2 separate regions of the Urocitellus parryii genome follow, and region 2 is linked to region 1. A link is a contact called in public Hi-C data. All regions are on one chromosome and are shown on one strand. Each heading gives the region's core, a stretch centred on a gene start, on an enhancer-like site or on the middle of the called end of the contact. The rest is flanking DNA. Distances are from core to core; before and after follow the strand shown. Region 1 holds the start of Sp100 (SP100 nuclear antigen). Region 2 holds the start of Cab39 (calcium binding protein 39).

Region 1 (4,813 bases), core at 227-2,726:
GCTCGTCTCATCTGCTGTTGATAAGAGAATACATTCATATTCAGCCTCTTACAAAGGCAATTTAGCTGAGCCTATAAACAAGTACACATTGATTCCCTTTGCCTCAGTGATTCCACTTTCTTGTGTTTTGATACAATGATGTAGAATTCCAACATAAAGTATATAATCATTATCACAGACTCTTAGTAAAAGTGAACAATGGAAATAACCTAAATATCCATCAGAAGGGGATGGTTTAAATATTATGGTACCTATATCAATCTCATGGAATAGCATAAAGCTGCTTTAAAAAACAAAGTTCATGTACATGTATTAAGGTGAAAAGATCTCTAAGATTTCCACTTTTAAAATAAGTGGCAATATAAAATGCTGAAAAAATGTACAGTATCATCTCATTTATTATAAAATGCATTTATGATAACAAGTTATCTAGACAAATGCACAGAAAAGAGAAGACGAGACCAGACTTCTCACAGACCTGGGACCGGAAGCTGAAAGTGAGTGAGAAGGGAATTTTTTCCCATTGTAGACCTCTATGCTGTTTGAAATTTTATGAGCAAGGTTGTAGAGTGTATTCCTTTTGTAGACATAAAAAAAATCAAGTCTTGTTATTTTTGAGCCCACTACAGAGGAAAAGATAGAATTTCTATTGTTTTTCTTGTCAGAGGTATGACCTACCCAGGAACAGAAAATCAAAGTGAAAATAAAACTCGGCCTGCACTAGCTTTTCTCCTCATGGGCCCTTTCTCTCTTTTTTTTCCCTTTGATCAGGATAAACAGAGAAAGAGCTCAGACCCCGTCAGCGTCAGCACAGGGACAGCCCCGATCTGACAAAGCTAGTCCCCTGCAGGTGCTGGACCATAGCACCCCAGGCTTGCTGGAAAAGGTGCCAGATGTTTACCCTGGAGCTGGTGTTGCCCCACCTACCCTCTCTGAAGTGACCTGTGAAAGGTGGAGGGAGGTGGGGGAGGACTGGGAGCATTCAGAGGTCATGGGAAATGGCCAATCCCTGCTGGGAGGGACAGAGTCCGCCCCTGAGCAGCAACTGCAAAACAAGACACTCCTGAGTGGTGAGCTGAACTCACATCGACAGCCGACAGCCGTCCTGCTCCTTTAAAAAACCCCTCTTCCTCTCTCCTAGCTCTTACTTCATCTAGTGCAGACCTGGCTCCCGTGGGGCGGGACTGAGCCACAGTACCCCCTTAGACCCCAGCTGAACTCAAGCAGCACACGGCCAGAGACAGAAATCCAAGGGAGGAGAGAGACTCACCTGGTGCTCGGGTCGCCAGCCCCGTCTGCCATCCTCCTGCCCTGGACCTGCCTGGGTCTGGGAGGGTGACCCCTTGTCCCTCAGTCTCCCCCGCCTGTGTCCAGTGTGGCTGCCCGACCCTGAGCAGGAAGTGGGCCCTGGGATTGACTCACCAAACAGCGCTCCGCCCCGCCCCGTTGGGGAAAAGAGAAGTGAAAGTATTTGTTCGACCTCTGATGGGCCACTGCCAAGCTAGTCCTCCCTCCTCCCTCGGCCCACGGGCTCCGGCGCTCCTGAAGTGTAGCGGGAGGATGGAGGCCTGCAGGCAGGGAAGGGGGCCCCAGGGACAAGCAGGGCCACTCCCAGGTGTCCCCTCTGTCTGTCTCCAGATGATGGCCCTTATCAGTTGTGTCCAGTCTGACTAAGCCTGCCTCTGCCTGCGCCTGTGTCTGTGGCTGTTCCTTACAACCAGCGACTTAGTGAGTCCCAGCATCTCCATGGCAGCTGCTTCTTCCAGGAGGGAAAGCTGGAAACCTCTCGGGCCAATGGGGGAGACTGGACTAAACTCAGGAAGGTCCTGACATTCAGACCAGAGCTGGAGAGAGCCGACGTGCTCAGCCTTACAAAGGAGGCAGAACACCCTTGGCATTCCTAGGCATCAGCCAGAGGCAGGGGAGGTCTCTCCAAGCCCCTGGGGCCACATGCTGAGCCAGGTTAGGGCTAGGACTGACATTTTAGGTGCAAGGGTGTAAGGTGCCTTGACTGGAGCTGCTCTGCATCAGCAAGGGCTCAGGAAGAGACACTGGGTATCAAAGAAGTCACTGGACCTCTCAGTGGAGGAGGATGGAGGAAGGAGCCCAGGGGGTCTAGAAGTGAAAGGGCAGGGGGACCCAATGGGGGGACCTCTGCCTCCCAGTTATGCCTGTTTGGCTGGGGCACAGTCAGGGATGCAGCCGGCAGCCAGGGTGTGCAGACTCCAGGGCCAGGATGGGATGGGCAAAGGGCAGAGGACTCAGAGGCCAGAAGTGGCCAGAGCTCGAAAGTGATAGTTTCACACCACGGTCCACCGAACGCGACTCCTGGTGGTGAGCAAGGGTGCTTGACACTGTGGGGGGAGGACAGAGGTTCCTACCGTTGATCCACTTATCTTTCTTTCCTCAGAAGAGTGAGCTCCAAACGGATGGGGCGGATTCCAGGCACTGATGAGGACATCTTTTCCAGTGGGCGGGGCCACTGTGCCTACAGGTACCTACTCGTGCCGACAGGTACATACACCGCCACCCCGCATGCGCTTTCTCTCTGGGGCAGAGGGGCTGGTCAGCTGAGCCTCATTGGGCACAGCTGTCCTCTGTCCGGTCTCTATGGGGCAGGGTGTGCTCTGGCACAGACTTCACCAGCCTGTCCTGGAGAATCCCCCGGCCATCCCCATGTAGTAGGCTGGCCAGAGCCAGTGCAGAGCTGGGCGCTGACGTGAACATGTCAGGTCTCTACGTCTGCTCAAGCTCCAGGAGCCTGGAAGCCAGGGTTGGAGAGTCGGGCCTCCCTCCTGTGGGTGGGCACATGGAGAGTGAGTGCAGGGGCCTCCCGAGTCTCCTTCTGGGAGGCAGCACATGGATCAGCACAACACACCTGCCCCCTCCCTTCTTCTGGGGCAGATTCTTCAACTAGGACTTGGTGGGTGGGAGTGTCCCCTGGTCGAGCCTCTCCATAGCCATCCACCTGCAGAGACTGGGGCTCTATTAACACCCCCAAGCTGGGTGCACCAGGACAGGGTCCAGCGTGGGGCTGGGCCATGTGGTTGACTGGAGCAGCTGGCGACCGTGTAGATAAGGCCAATTCTGAGATTCCGTTTGGGGAATCACTTGATTACCACTCACCTAAGCAAGTCCCCAATTCCACTTTCATCAGGAATGAAGGAGGTTTGTTGACCTCCTTTTTGCCCATCTCTCAATTGGGTTAGAACTCAGGTGGGGGAAAAGGATGGCATGTGGGGGCCTCCTGCCCCTAAATATGTTTAGCCCATGGTCTGTGTCTCTCCCTCCAGTTCTCTCCTACCTGAGCCCCACATGGGTGAAGAGGCTGAGGATCAGAACCCCTTACAACTACGTCACCATGATGCAATCATCCCCCTGGCTTAGTGGTACTCGGTGGCAATATTTGGGCTTTTAAAGACTGTGGTGAGGGGGCTGGGGTTGTGGCTCAGCGGTAGAGCGCTTGCTTCACACATGCAAGGCCCCTGGGTTCGATCCTCAGCACCACATAAAAATAAACAAATAAAGGTATTATGTCCAACTACAACTAAAAAATAAATATTACCAATAATAAAAAAAATAATAAAGACTGTGGTGAGACTGAGCCTCACTCCTTCCCCACCCTGCCCTTTGCTTGACAGAACTTCAACGACTGGGCTAAGGGGTGTAGAGCTTTGGTCACTCCAACCCGCAAAGTTTGCAAGATGCAAGAGGGATGATTAGGGGTGGAAAGGATTATTTCTATGGAAGAAGAGAATGTCTGGGGAAGGGATGGATAGGAAGAGACAGAGACCATCGCAGAAGAGGAACGGGTTGAGGGTGAGGGGTTCTGAGGAGTGAAGAAGGGAAGGGAAGCACTGGAGAAGGTGGGAGGTCCATCTGGCCACCTTCTGAAGGTCTGGGGTCCAGCCACGAGAAACACCTCCACAGAAGCCCTCAGTCCTTGTGCGGCAGAAGGGAGGAGGTTGGCCCAGCCACATCTCCAGTCCCCACCTGCAATCTGCATCATCACCCACGGCCCTTCAGTTTATCCTCTGTTGTAGCCACAAGTGAACAAGGACAGCTGTATCCTGTGCCCTGGTTACTGGTTGCAGAATCAGGATCCCCAGAGTCCAGTGACACTACTCTTGCTTCTTTCCTATGGTCCCCAGGTAGCCAGGGTGGGCACAGACTGACCAAGTGCAGCAGAGTCCCTCTCCCATCAGCCCACAGCCCACCTGGCTCCTGGACTTGGCTCCAGCCAAGTCTACACTTCCCTCTAGTGGCCTAACTCAGCATTACAGTCTCCTTACACCTGGGTTCTTTTGTCCTTTGTTGGAAACAGAAATCAAAAATCCTTCTCTTTTCAAAAACAACCCAAATGCCTTGATATTTGTAGTAGAAGCTCTGTTATTTCATTCTAAATAAAGATGAACCGAGTAAGAGATTGAGTTCGGGAAGTTTTAATATCTGACAGTCCGTGAGCATATCTGGGCTTGCGTCTAGCAGAGACCTCTTGATTCAAATCCCGAGGGAGGTGCTGCCCTCTGGGCCATCCATCCTTGCGGAGCCCTCTGTCTTCCTAGAAAGCTGCATCCCACTGGGAGCACCAGGGTGGCCCTTCCTTTTCCGCCTCCCTGGAGGCTGAAGCCCTCAAACCTGCCCACCTCCCTCCCCTGCGGCCCCCACAGCATAATCCTGAGGTCCTTTCCAAATATGTAGATCTTGTAATTTAAAATGTGTTTAAAACATTCAATAAGCTGCAAAAACAGATGGCGCAGAATGAGCTTTTAAAGGAAGGCCTGAGAGGTTCAAGGAGTGGGTTATGCTGAGA
Region 2 (4,795 bases), core at 2,093-4,592, 200 kb before region 1:
CTTGGGAGAGTATGGAAGTAACTACATAAATCTATAATCTCACAAAAGTTAATTGAAAGAATAACCTTTAGTAAATACTCCAAAGTAATGCTATAAAAAAAGATATAATAAAACTGTTTTAATACAAGGACCTGCAGTCTAAAATGCTGAAGAACCTAAGTGAGCTGGCCTTAAAAAAAAAAAAAAAAAAAAGCTGTGTAACTATAGAAATTCATTTCATAACAAATTCTTTAATAAAATTGGCATTTTATTAAAGAAATGCCAATAGAAAAAAAATGCATCTAGTCCGGTCTTTGTGGTGTCATTATCAAAAAGTGTTAACCTATAGAGACTGTCTCAGAGGAATGAGTGGAGATGAAAAGAGTCACTGCACCACAGTGTATGGGAGACAGTGTACCAGCCTTGAGAGTCATCTTTCCATAGTACCCTTCTAGAAGTACATCTGCTCATATGGCAAAGACCTGCACAATCTCTTCCATACTTCATAATCACATGCCTCCCAAAGTTTATTCAGTAAGCAATAGGATCCAAAAATTAAAGAGATGTTAATAAACATACTTCAAACAAGAAGCCTTTAGAAAAAGTTCAGTTCACAGTAGCAGTTACATAGCATGACTACTGCATTTCATGATAGAACCTTGTCAGGAAAGAGAAAATTTAAAAACACTTCCCTTGTTTTTTTGGAAAAAAAATCTTTAAAAAATATTTATGAAAATTTTACTGACAAAGGAATATTTAATAAAACATAGGTGCATAAATACACAATATACTCCTTTGTACAAAGAAAAAGACTGGAAAGAAAATAAGCAAAAAAGTTTACAGTAGCCAGATTTAAGTGGTAAAATTAAGAAGATTTTTTTTAAATTAAGTATTTCTGCATTTCACAAACTTTTTACAAAGATCATGTTTTACTTTGATAAGCAAAATTTTAAAACTGAAAAAGTTGGCATTTATTTGTCACACACACAAATAAGTGCTTACAAAACCTAGAAGCTACTTCTATATTACAGACTTCAAAGACAGCTAATTATTTGCCAGTAATTAACCACCCCCCCCCAAAAAAAAACCCCTTAAAACAGAGCTAAAAAAAAAAAAATCACTCTGGCTCTCCTATACTATAAAGTTTTTTCATAACTAAAAACAGAGAAATTTTTACCTTTCTAGAAAAAGGTCTATGTTTAACTTTCAATCCCACAACATTGGTTAACACTGACTTTTCACAAATGCCCTCTTAAAGAAGCAATTCAGGTTTAGCTCACTGTAGACACCTATTATACAGTGCAAGGAGTTTTGATGCATTTTAGGGAACTCGACAACAAAATCACCTATTGTGCAGATGAGCTTATTTTAACAGACATCTTTCCATTACCTCTTAAGAGACTAAGAGGTACTGTGCTTGGCCTGGATGCGGATTTACTTAAATATCCATCCGGGAAGCTGTCAAAAATCGATCTCAAATTGCATTATATTCAATGGACAGAATGTCAACTCCTGCCTGGGCCTCCTCCACTCCTTTCTTTCACAAGAGCGCCTTTAATATGCCCTAGCCTACATTTCCGGGCTCATGAGTCACTGAGAAATGAGCTCTAAGTTTCCCTTAGAACGTCGCTCTAACAGCAACTCCACAGCATTCAAGGATTTGCCCCCAAAATACCTCTTTAGCCCGCCCCACCCCACCCCACCTCAACACAACAAACTCGAATTATCTACGATTTCTAAAACTACGCCTTTGTACCTTTGTCCTCTAGCTTTGCTGGCCCTGCACATACATCTCTTCGGCAACCCTCCCCAACCGCCTCCAAATCCCTCCCAGGCCCTCAGGACCGTGTTGGGCGCCGCCTCGCCCAGGAAGCCCTCCTAATTTATGCTAAGGCGGAAGCGATCGGCCGGTGCGGTCTTCCCCGGGCACCTTTCTAGCCCCGAGTCTGGTCCTTTCACAGGACTTATCGCCTCCTTCCTGGTATCGTGGTTATTTGTGGACTGCTCTTATCTCCCACACCAGAGCGTAAGCTCCTCGGGGGAGGCGGCGCGGGACCCGGTTCACCTCCGAGTCCCTCGGGCTGGGACCGACTACGGCGCCCGCTCGCAGTCAGCGCTCGGGTGGCTTCAACCGAACTCAGGAACGCGTCCACCGCACGATTCCTAACCAGCAATCAGTTAGGCATTTTCCCGAAATACGGCCACAAAGATGCCATCTGCTCCCGGGAACAGAAACCTGCGCGGGGCCGGACCGCGGGGCCGGAGCCGGGCGCAGTGGGAGTGACAGTTGGCCCGGTCCGCACTTCCCTGCCCTCCCGACACTGGCCGCGGTCGCCCCACGCCGCCAGCCCGCAGGAGGGCGGCCGAGGTGACGGCAGCGGACCCGCGGCTCCCGGAGCCCGGCCGAGGCTCCGGGTGCCCGGCGCCGGCGAGGGCAGCGGGAAGGCTCCGAGAAGGGCCGGGCCCGGCCGCTCCCGCCGCTGCCGCCACCCGAGAAAATGGAGGCGGCCGGGCCCGGCGTCAGCGCCGAGAAGGGCCTGGCCTGGGGTCACTCACGGGGCTCGGCCGGGCCGGGTGGCTCCCTCTCCGCCTCCGCGTCGTCGCCGTCCCCGTCCTCGGCCGCCGCCGCCGCCTCGGGCTGCTCGCTCGGTCCCCGCGGCGCGGCTCGGGCGCTCGGCCCCTCCGTTGTCTTCCGCCCGCTGCTACTCCCGGCGACGGGCTCCCGCGGCGGCGGCGGCGACTGCGCGGGCGGACGGCGGCCCAGAGGTTCTCGCGGTGGCCGCCGCGCTGCTGCGCTCGCTCGGGATGCGGCTGCTGCTGAGGGGATCGACGCCGCCTTTGCCTTCGCCTCCGCCCAGCTCCTGAAAGCTCAGTCTCTCAGGCCGCGCCGCTCCCGGCGCTCCGCGCCCCGCTCCCGGCCAGAGCCCGGCTTTGACGTGCGCACTGCGCAGCCGCCGAGGGCGCGACGTCGGGTAGCGCCGCAACGCCCCCTTCTGCCTCTGGCGCCCCTGGGCGATCGGGCGGACTCAGAACAGCCACATCGCGCGAGACTCGAGTAGAGGGCGTGCAGAAAAAAGCAGAAGCCCAGAGCGAGTTCCTCTTCCTTCTGCCCCTTACTGGCTGGTGCTCAGCTCCTGCCCAGCGTCTTAGCACTCTTCCTGGAGGACTACACGCCTACCTTCAGCGACACTTCCTCGACTCTTAAAGCTTTAATTCTGTGAAAGGCCTGGAGCCGACTTAGTGCACAGCTTCTTTTTTGCTTGTAAGAAACGGATGACTTCATTTTAGCATCCCTAACAGTATAGAAAGTGGTAGGATGTAGGATTCAGCCTGGATTTAAACCCAGTTCCACCACGAACCTAAGGATGTTTTACCACTGAACTACATCCCAACCCTTTTTTATTTTTATTTTTATTTATTTTTTTTTTAAAGTAGAGGTTTTCTTTTTTTTTTTTAATATTTATTTATTTTTTAGTTCTCGGCGGACACAACATCTTTGTTGGTATGTGGTGCTGAGAATCGAACCTGGGCCGCACCCATGCCAGGCGAGCGCGCTACGGCTTGAGCCACATCCCCAGCCCCCAACCCTTTTTTATATTTTAGGATTTCGCTAAGTTTCTGAGACTGGCCTCGAACTTGTGATCCTCGTGGCTCAGCCTCCTTAGCCGCTGTGAATGGCTGTTTCCTCATGGTACAAAAAAAAAAAAAAGAAAGAAAGAAAAAGAAAGACAAAAGTGTAATAATAGTAGTACCTGCCATAGGTTCACGCCGATAAATAGGATACTGTTTTACAAAAGACTGATGACAGAGTCTGGTAGTTAAAAAAAAAAAAAAAGATTTATGTGTATTTGTTTCTGTATTTTTAACTTGTAATCAAAGAAGATTTGCGAGTGCCTGATGTGTACTGGGCACTATTCTAGGTGGTGGGTCTGTGAGCTAAAGAGTCCCGGCTTTGAGGAGAAACAGTACACAAAGCAACACGTAGACCATTGAACAGTGTGAATTGCTGGGGAGGAACAGCCCTGGGTGAGGAGGGGCTGCTGTTGTGCAGCTAGCTCCATAAAGACAGCAAGGGCCTGAAGGCCCCTGAGCAGGAGCAGGAGGACCCAGGGCCTGAGGAGGGCACGTGCTGCTGAGCCAAGGGATGGCAGGAAGTTAGGAGAGGGGGAGAGAGTGGGCCCTGTTGACCCAAGTGCGGACTGTGGTATTTACAGGAGACAGGAAGCCATGTGGAGGTGTTGAGCAGAGAAGGGACTTGGTATGACATTTTAGAAGGGTCACTGTGGTGTGAAGACAAGACTGAAAGGCCTGAGGGTTTCAGCAGGGACACTAGTTAGAGGACACTGAGATAATCTAGATGGCTAGCTGGTGGGGGAGGGGAGGGGAGGGGGCGTAGCTCAGGAGTAGAGCACCTGCCAGGCAGGCAGGAGGACCCCCCCCTTTGATTCCTAGGACCAGGAGAAAGAGAAGGAAAAAGGGAGAGGGAGAGAGAAGACAGGGATGTCTCCCTCCCCACCCAGGGATGCTTTTCTCCGTAGCAATTCACACTGTCCAATGGTCTACGCGTGGCTTTGTTCACTGTTTCTCTGAAAAGCCGGGACTCTTAGCTCACAGACCCATCACCCAGAAGAGTGCCCAGAGTGGTAGCAGTGGTGAGGTAAAGAAATAAAGTGGTGGTGAGTTCTAGACATACTTCAGAGGGAGACCTGCCAGGATTTTGCTGATTTCTATTTTTATTTTTCTCAAGTAAGACAATTTGGTGATATGGGGAAGACTGGTCTACAGACGGAGCCGCATTGAGAGCCACAGTTTAGTC

The links. A called contact is a pair of places that touch in the nucleus more often than the background predicts.
Region 2: a Hi-C map of liver shows a contact between it and region 1, with 2.1 times the contacts expected there. The contact joins the promoter of Cab39 here to the promoter of Sp100 in region 1. A contact is called at or near these places in 2 of 2 Hi-C or Micro-C datasets (liver and muscle).

The regions. Positions count from the first base shown.
Region 1 is chr1:275,516,462-275,521,274 of mUroPar1.hap1, reverse strand. Sp100 (SP100 nuclear antigen) reads right to left here and starts at 1,476. Exons shown (of 30, transcript XM_077791098.1): 1 at 1,271-1,476. The coding sequence starts at 1,302. It overlaps LOC113188093 (a long non-coding RNA gene), which reads left to right and starts at 1,035. Exons shown (of 4, transcript XR_013342143.1): 1 at 1,035-1,070; 2 at 1,639-1,728; 3 at 2,411-2,494; 4 at 3,294-3,542.
Region 2 is chr1:275,713,616-275,718,410 of mUroPar1.hap1, reverse strand. Cab39 (calcium binding protein 39) reads right to left here and starts at 3,342. Exons shown (of 9, transcript XM_026396238.2): 1 at 2,536-3,342.